Regions from separate parts of the Rattus norvegicus genome. Here region 1 is linked to region 2. A link is a contact called in public Hi-C data. All regions are on one chromosome and are shown on one strand. Each heading gives the region's core, a stretch centred on a gene start, on an enhancer-like site or on the middle of the called end of the contact. The rest is flanking DNA. Distances are from core to core; before and after follow the strand shown. Region 1 overlaps Gclc (glutamate-cysteine ligase, catalytic subunit). Region 2 overlaps LOC108351748 (a long non-coding RNA gene).

Region 1 (3,314 bases), core at 72-2,571, 170 kb before region 2:
GAAGAACTATTCTACACAGAGCCATTAACCGAAGCAAAATACACAATAGAGTTTAACCAAAGACAATGTGGCCCAGAAAGAACAGTCTTTCAATGCTGCACATTTCTTCAATGTCTAAAATGGTTCTGCTTTGTGCTGCCTCCTCCTGCCCCGCCTTAGTTTGCTAGAGAGATGTATAGCTCTCTTATGTTAAGGAGAGAAAGCAAAACGTAAGACATTGCATTTCCAAGTTTGCTAAAAGTTGACAAGCAACACCCACAGCCAATCATGATTCTTAGGCTGCTACTCCATTATCCCAAGGTTTCCCACCAGTCACCTAAGGTCACCTTCATCTGTCCCCTGCTCTCCAGCAGGTTAGCTGATTCTATCACTTTTTTCACTGTCACTGCCCACCATCACCCATGTCACCACAACATTGCCTAAGGAGTGCCCTTTCCCTCGCCTGGCACGCCCTGGCACCCGCTATGCATTTGCTCTCACGCCAACAGCCCAGATGAGGGCTACAAAGCAAACGTGTGATACAATCTACCCAGCCTAGATTCCCAAAGTCTCGAATGCTTTCAGAATAGCAATCAAAGTTCATAACTGCCGGCCTGGCCTCAGCAGTCACCTGCACCCCAGCTTCCTGGTCACAGTGGGTAACTCCCTTTCTTCTTCCCCCCACCAGGCTCTCTCCGTGACTCCTCTTCCCCCAGAGTCCCTCTGCCCCCTCTCCTATGAAACTCCTTCTAGAGTTTTGGATATCACTCCAGTCATCTTCCTGTGGAGAAGTCTCCCTACCCCAGAACCCACAGCCATATCCACACCTCATGCCACTCCTTAATTTCATCATTATATATTTATATAATAGGTATTTGACTAATCTCTGCTGTCTCCTCAGCTCTGATGAGCAAAGCCTCTCTGGGTCTGGCAAAGAAAAGGCACCCAGAGTCTCTGTCTCTAAGTATATGACAAGTGACTTATCTGTTGTATGCAGGAATGACAATAGGGAGGTAAAAGCTATCAATTCCATTTAAAATAACGTCCTTCTAGGATCAATGGTGCATGTTTTCAGAAGAAAAAGCAGCATCACAATAGTTTAGTGCTTTAAGGCTAAGGATACTCAACCCCAGAACTCTTTTGATGGAGGAGGCAGACATCAGCATAGATAAGTGAGCTTTCTGAGCAGAACCCCAGTCTTACACAGGAGCTCTACACTCAACATTGGACATTCGCGGATCCCTTTCTAATCTGAGAACACACTTCCCTATGTTTACTTACTGGTATTCACCGTCCTAACTATTGGTCACAAACCCCCAATCTCCAGCACAATACAAATGTGACTCAGCTTGTTCAGTCAGTATCTGGCAAGAGCACTCCAGGAACAAGTGTGCCCCAAGGTCCTGCTCCCTCCCCGTGATCTCACTTATCTGTGCTAGATATCTGCCAGATTGTGAAAGTATGCTCCCTCCTCCAAGTTCAAAGGCTCTCTGGGGGTTGGGATCCACAGCTCAGAATACTCAGTGAGGTGCTGGAGGGCAGATGCTCCTTCAGGTCGGGTCTGCGAGTACAGCTGCTACAGTCCACTGACAGGAGACTGGGCTCCTCCCCAGTGAGCTGGAGCCACACTCTCCCCACACTGCCACCAGTCACCAGTCACAGGGTCATTTCCAACCCTGTCCAGATGTGTACCCTTACCAGGGCACAGCCCGCCCACCATGAAGCTGCTATGCAATGCTTGTAGCAGTCCTAATGTAAGAATGTATCAAATGTCAGCAGTCCGACCTCCAGCACAAGCCGGTTGGGGAGTGACTCACTTGTGCAGTAGTTCCTTAAAGTGAACTCTGAGGATGATAGTGCTGTACTGTCCAACAGTATGAACAAGTGTAAGAATTGTAGAGGAAAATGAGCAGGTCAGGATTTACTTTCTTCATAACCTCAGTCTGATATTCCTGCTAGAACATGTTAACGTAGGAACTAACCTGGGAAATGAAGTTATCGTGCAAAGAGCCTGATGTTCTCCTAATACAGAAGTAGCCTCCTTCCGGCGTTTCCTCATGTTGTCCTCCACTGTGTTGAACTCGGACATCGTTCCTCCGTACGGCTGGCCAGGTGTCCCTTCAATCATGTAACTCCCATACTCTGGTCTCCAGAGGGTTGGGTGGCTGTAGAGAAGTCATTATGATTTCAGCTTATTCTTTTGCTATAGTCCACTTAATTTTTTTAAAAAAGAGGCTTATTAAAGCTGTAAATTTTCCATTGCTTTTCAACTACTTACGGCTACTAAATGTTGAGTTCAGAATATTTATAAGTTTTTGAAAATGCACACAAGTATTCTGTCTAGGACAAAGCTAGTCCACTCTATAAGGAAGGAAGGAAGGCCTTACAGGCTAATATTGAGGTTCTCAAATGCAGCTTCCCAAAGCGACCAAATAGAAAATGAACTAGAGAGATGCCCCTGGCCCCTCTCTACTCCCAGGTAAAGAAATATTTAACCAGCACTAAAAGGTCAGGTGTGTAGCACATGTCTTTAATCCTAGCAAGTAAGAGGCAGAGGCAGGCAGATCTAAGTTCAAGACCAGCGTGGTCTACAGGGCAAGCTCTGGGACAGCCAGGACTACTCAAAGAAACCCTGTCTTGAGAAACAAAACAAGCTAACAAAAAAGCAAGCAAAAGAAGGAGGAAGATGAAGAAGAGGGTGGGGAGGAGGAGGAGGAGAAAGAGAAGGAAAAGACAGACAAACAAACAGACAGACAGACGTAAACCTCATGTTGCCAAAACAAAACTGCTTCCAGACTCTGCTCGGATCTCAATCACATTTCAGAAATGTGTCTAAGAAAAAATCTCTCCACCCTGTAGCTGACCGTACTGAGTATTCTGAAATGCCTGTGAGATAACTACTGTTAGCCACATGTTTATAGAGATGAGGAGACTGAGGCACAGAGGGTTGCTCAAGGCTACTCACCTACCAACTAGATGAGCCAGAACCAGAGACTCTAGCTTGGCACCCAAGCCTACCCTCTTACCCTCCATCGTCCTGCCTTCTAGACAGCTGAGGAAAGAGCCTATGTCCTGGTTACTCCAAGGGCTCAGAAGCACTAGGCTGAGACTTGAGGGATCAGCTTACTTGGGGTTTGTCCTCTCCCCCTTCTCTTGCAGAGTTTCAAGAACATCGCCGCCATTCAGTAACAACTGGACTTTCCTATTTTCATGATCAAAGGACACCAACATGTACTCCACCTGCGGAAAGTAATAAAGAGATTAATGTTTTTCCAGGCTTGGACTCAACATGATCTTCAGAAATAGAGAAATGTAAAGGCTGGAGTCACAGAAAA
Region 2 (3,451 bases), core at 489-2,988:
ATATGAAGCTCAAGAAAAAGGAAGATCAAAGTGTGGATGCTTCGTTCCTTCTTAGAAGGGAGAACAAAATACTCACAGGAGGAAATACAGGGACAAAGAGTGGAGCAGGGACTGAAGAAAAGGTCATCCAGAGACTGCCCCACCTGGGGAACCATCCCATATGCACCAACCAAACCCAGTCACTATTGCTAATGCCAAGAAGTGCTTGCTGACAGGAGCCAGATATGTGTGCTCTCTGAGAGGCTCTGCCAGAGCCCTACTGATACAGATGAGGATACTTGCAGCTAACCATTGGACTGAGAACAGGGGAACCCATTGGAGGAGTTAGAGAAAATACTGAAGGAGCTGAAGGGTTTGTAATACCATAGGAAGAACAACAGTATTAACCAACCAGACCCCACCAGAGCTCCCAGGGACTAAACCACCAACCAATGAGTACACATGGAGGGACCCACGACTCCAGCTACATATGTAGCAGAGGATGGCAGTGTTCAGCATGAATAGGAGGAAAAGCCCTTGGTCTTATGAAGACTCATTTCCCCAATGTAGGGCAATGCCATGGCATTGAGGTTGGAGTGGGTGGGTGGAAGTGGGAGCATCCTCATAGAAGCAGGGGGAGTGGAGAGGGAGTATGGGAAAGAGATAATATTTGAGATGTAAATACATAAACTGTCCAAGAAAAATAAAATTAAAAAAAGAAAAGTTAAAAAAATAGAGCATATAACCTATAAACAGAAGGGTGAAACAACATATTCCAGAAGACAGCCAGGGGAGAGAACACGTGAGAAGGCCAGTGCATAATATATACCATGAAAACATCCTTACATAACCCAGTACTAAGTACAGTGAAGAGACGCAATGAAGTCTTTTTTAAAAGTAACAAAGTAAGAGCATACACAAATACATTTTATCCATGACCACAACAAATACACACCATTTTGTTTTCAAAATCTGAAAGGGGAAGCTGTCTACCAAAGTGCCTCCAGTCTTGCTGGGTGGCCTTGAAGTAGCTTCCGATTGGCACAAAGCTTGGTGGCTAACTCCTGTCACCAGGCTTGCTATCACCAAGGCTGCTGCTTAGCCGTGTCTGAGGCTTCAGCAGGTGGCAGAGCTAAGAAGCCTCTTGGAATGCAGGTGTCAGAGTCTAACAATGTAGAAGGAAATGATCCTCCCAGGGAGGCTCGGAAGGCTGAGGTTCCATTGGGCCATTCAGAGCCCAGCACAGCGAGTGTCCACAGCGGAGGGATGCCCAAGACCTTTCAAAGCTCAGGTTAAATCCGTCTCCAGCAGATCACAGAGAAACAAAAAGAGGGAAAAACCTTTTAAAAATGTGAGGGCTTAAATGGTGGCTGTCTGGAAAGGTGGGAAAAGAAGAGAAGAAAAAAAAAAAAACCAAAAACAAAAAAAAAAAACCAAACCAAAACAAACAAACAAACAAAAAAACAAAAAAACAAAACAAAACGAGGGGCGGGGAGGTTGGAGAGGAGAGGAGGAAGAGAAGGAGAGGGAGGGAATAGATTAATACTCTGACCCGGCCCTTTGTCAAGCACACTTCAGAGCTAAGTGAGATGTTGAGACTGAAAAGCAATGCTTACTTATCATGCTCTCCCTTCGGCTTCCTTAAGTTAACGTTTATCCTAATGTTCCTTAGAAAACAGAAGCCAAGTACCCAGCGGGAAGGAGAAGCGAGTCCGTTTCATTTTAATGACTCACACCACTTCCTAAAGATTTCTGCCAACAAATACGTCCCAGACTAGTCTGGAACACAGCGGCAAGCCGATGCTGCCACCCTCAGGGTAAATATGTTCCTATTCCGAGTTAGATAACAGATCTTTCCTTTCCCAGGGTTCGACCTTTGGGGATCCCAGTCTTCCATTTCTATAATGAAAGTTTAAGGTCCTAAATCACACATCAGACAGACATCGCAAACTGGGTTTTCCTGTTACTATTTTCGTTTACTCTAAGAAATGTAGCCAGGGGCCAGGACTCACTGCGACCCTGCTATATGAGTCTCCAGGAGTTTTTGGTGACTGTCCACTGCCGGGAGGGGGGGGAACGGGGGGGGGGTGGGAGCGGGGGGGGGGGAGCGGGGGAGGTGTCGGGATGGGGTGGGTGGTTACTCACTGTGACTAAGTCTTTCACTTGTAAGCTTAGAGATCTAAAAACCACAGGGGGTTTTGTTCAAACTCAGACTTCTTTACCACTAACTGGGAAGTTCTGCTGTGGCTTTGTACTCAGAGACATCAAGCCTCCAGTTTAAGAACAGTGTGTGTGTGTGTGTGTGTGTGTGTGTGTGTGTGTGTGTGTGTGTGTGTGTGTGTGATAAAGCTGGGCTTCGCTTTGTTTGGTCTGTTGTTGGTCAGTCTCCTCTATGTGCAGGAGGTGAGAATTATATGAGACGAGTTTAGGAATCACTGTCTTCTGAGCACACAGAAATGTTCATACCCCTGGAAGATGAACTCAATTCTATAGTTTCTTTCCTCCCCCAGATGTCAGACAATGGAGCTGGACTTTCCAACTGTCCAATAACATGGCCATCTCTTCTTCTTCCTCACCCAGAAGCTAATCAAGTCCTGCTGGGAGTTCGAGTCCCAGCAAAAGACTGACTGTTCTGACACTCAGAAAATTTCAGATTCCTCAGTTTATGTCAGGAACATGGACATGGGGATTAAATGTGTTCTTTGCTATGCTACAAGGTGTTTATTCAAGCTATATATTTAAAACAAGTTAAGTTGGTGGTTGCAAATATTGCCTTAATAAGTAGCAAACCCCTATAGAGGACATTTACCAAAATTAGAAGGTTTTTAAAATTCTCTATCACTGACCTGCCAATTTCACTTCAGGAATTTTTTTCTATATGACATTATCTATGTGTAAGGTCAGTCATCGGAATATCAAAGACTGAGAGAAATATTACACATCAATAGGAGACTGATTAGAAATGATAATATTTCCAGTTGGGCATAGTAATGCATGCCTTTAATCCCAGCACTCAAGAAGCAGAGGCAGGTGGATCTCTGAGAGTTCAAATCCTGCATGGCCTACACAGTGAGTTCTCTTAGAGTCAGAGCTATTTAGCAAGATCCTGTCTCAAAAAAGTGGGTAGTGGGGGTATAGAGAGATTGTTCAGCTGTTAAAGGCTAGAAACCCAAACCTCAGATAATTATAACAGTTCCATTGGAGGGAATAATATGCAGCTCTAAAAATAGATGACTATTTCTTGTAGGAAATTATCTAAACGCTGCACAGTGGGCCAGTGAGATGGTTCAGCAGCTAACGGTGCTTGATGGACAAGCCTGGTGACCTGTGCTCTGTTCCTGTAGGACAGAACTGACTTCATCCACAAAGTTGTTCTGACCTCCACATGGAAGCCATGGTGTGAAACGACTCCAGGATCCCAGCCGGAGCTTTCGATTTGAGGGCTTATGGGTAGCCAGCACTGTGCCCTCTT

The links. Hi-C and Micro-C count contacts between places; a contact is called where the count stands out from the background.
Region 1: a contact with region 2 is called in a Hi-C map of the A7r5 cell line, with 9 times the contacts expected there. The contact joins two enhancer-like sites. A contact is called at or near these places in 10 of 12 Hi-C or Micro-C datasets (the A7r5 cell line, the Rat2 cell line, frontal cortex and 6 more) and 1 of 1 datasets of contacts at active chromatin or transcription factors (oligodendrocytes).

The regions. Positions count from the first base shown.
Region 1 is chr8:87,529,873-87,533,186 of GRCr8, reverse strand. Gclc (glutamate-cysteine ligase, catalytic subunit) reads right to left here. Exons shown (of 16, transcript NM_012815.2): 2 at 3,107-3,219; 3 at 1,962-2,144. Among named protein-coding and RNA genes, the nearest start is that of Gclc, 21 kb to the right of the region's middle. Within about 2 kb of position 1,321, at least 11 of the 93 cell types and tissues checked have an H3K27ac peak or open chromatin away from gene starts, as enhancers often do. A contact at or near this core is called in the A7r5 cell line, where this site is marked.
Region 2 is chr8:87,355,253-87,358,703 of GRCr8, reverse strand. It overlaps LOC108351748 (a long non-coding RNA gene), which reads left to right. Exons shown (of 9, transcript XR_010054220.1): 7 at 1,652-1,796. Among named protein-coding and RNA genes, the nearest start is that of Klhl31, 39 kb to the left of the region's middle. Within about 2 kb of position 1,738, at least 14 of the 93 cell types and tissues checked have an H3K27ac peak or open chromatin away from gene starts, as enhancers often do. A contact at or near this core is called in the A7r5 cell line, where this site is marked.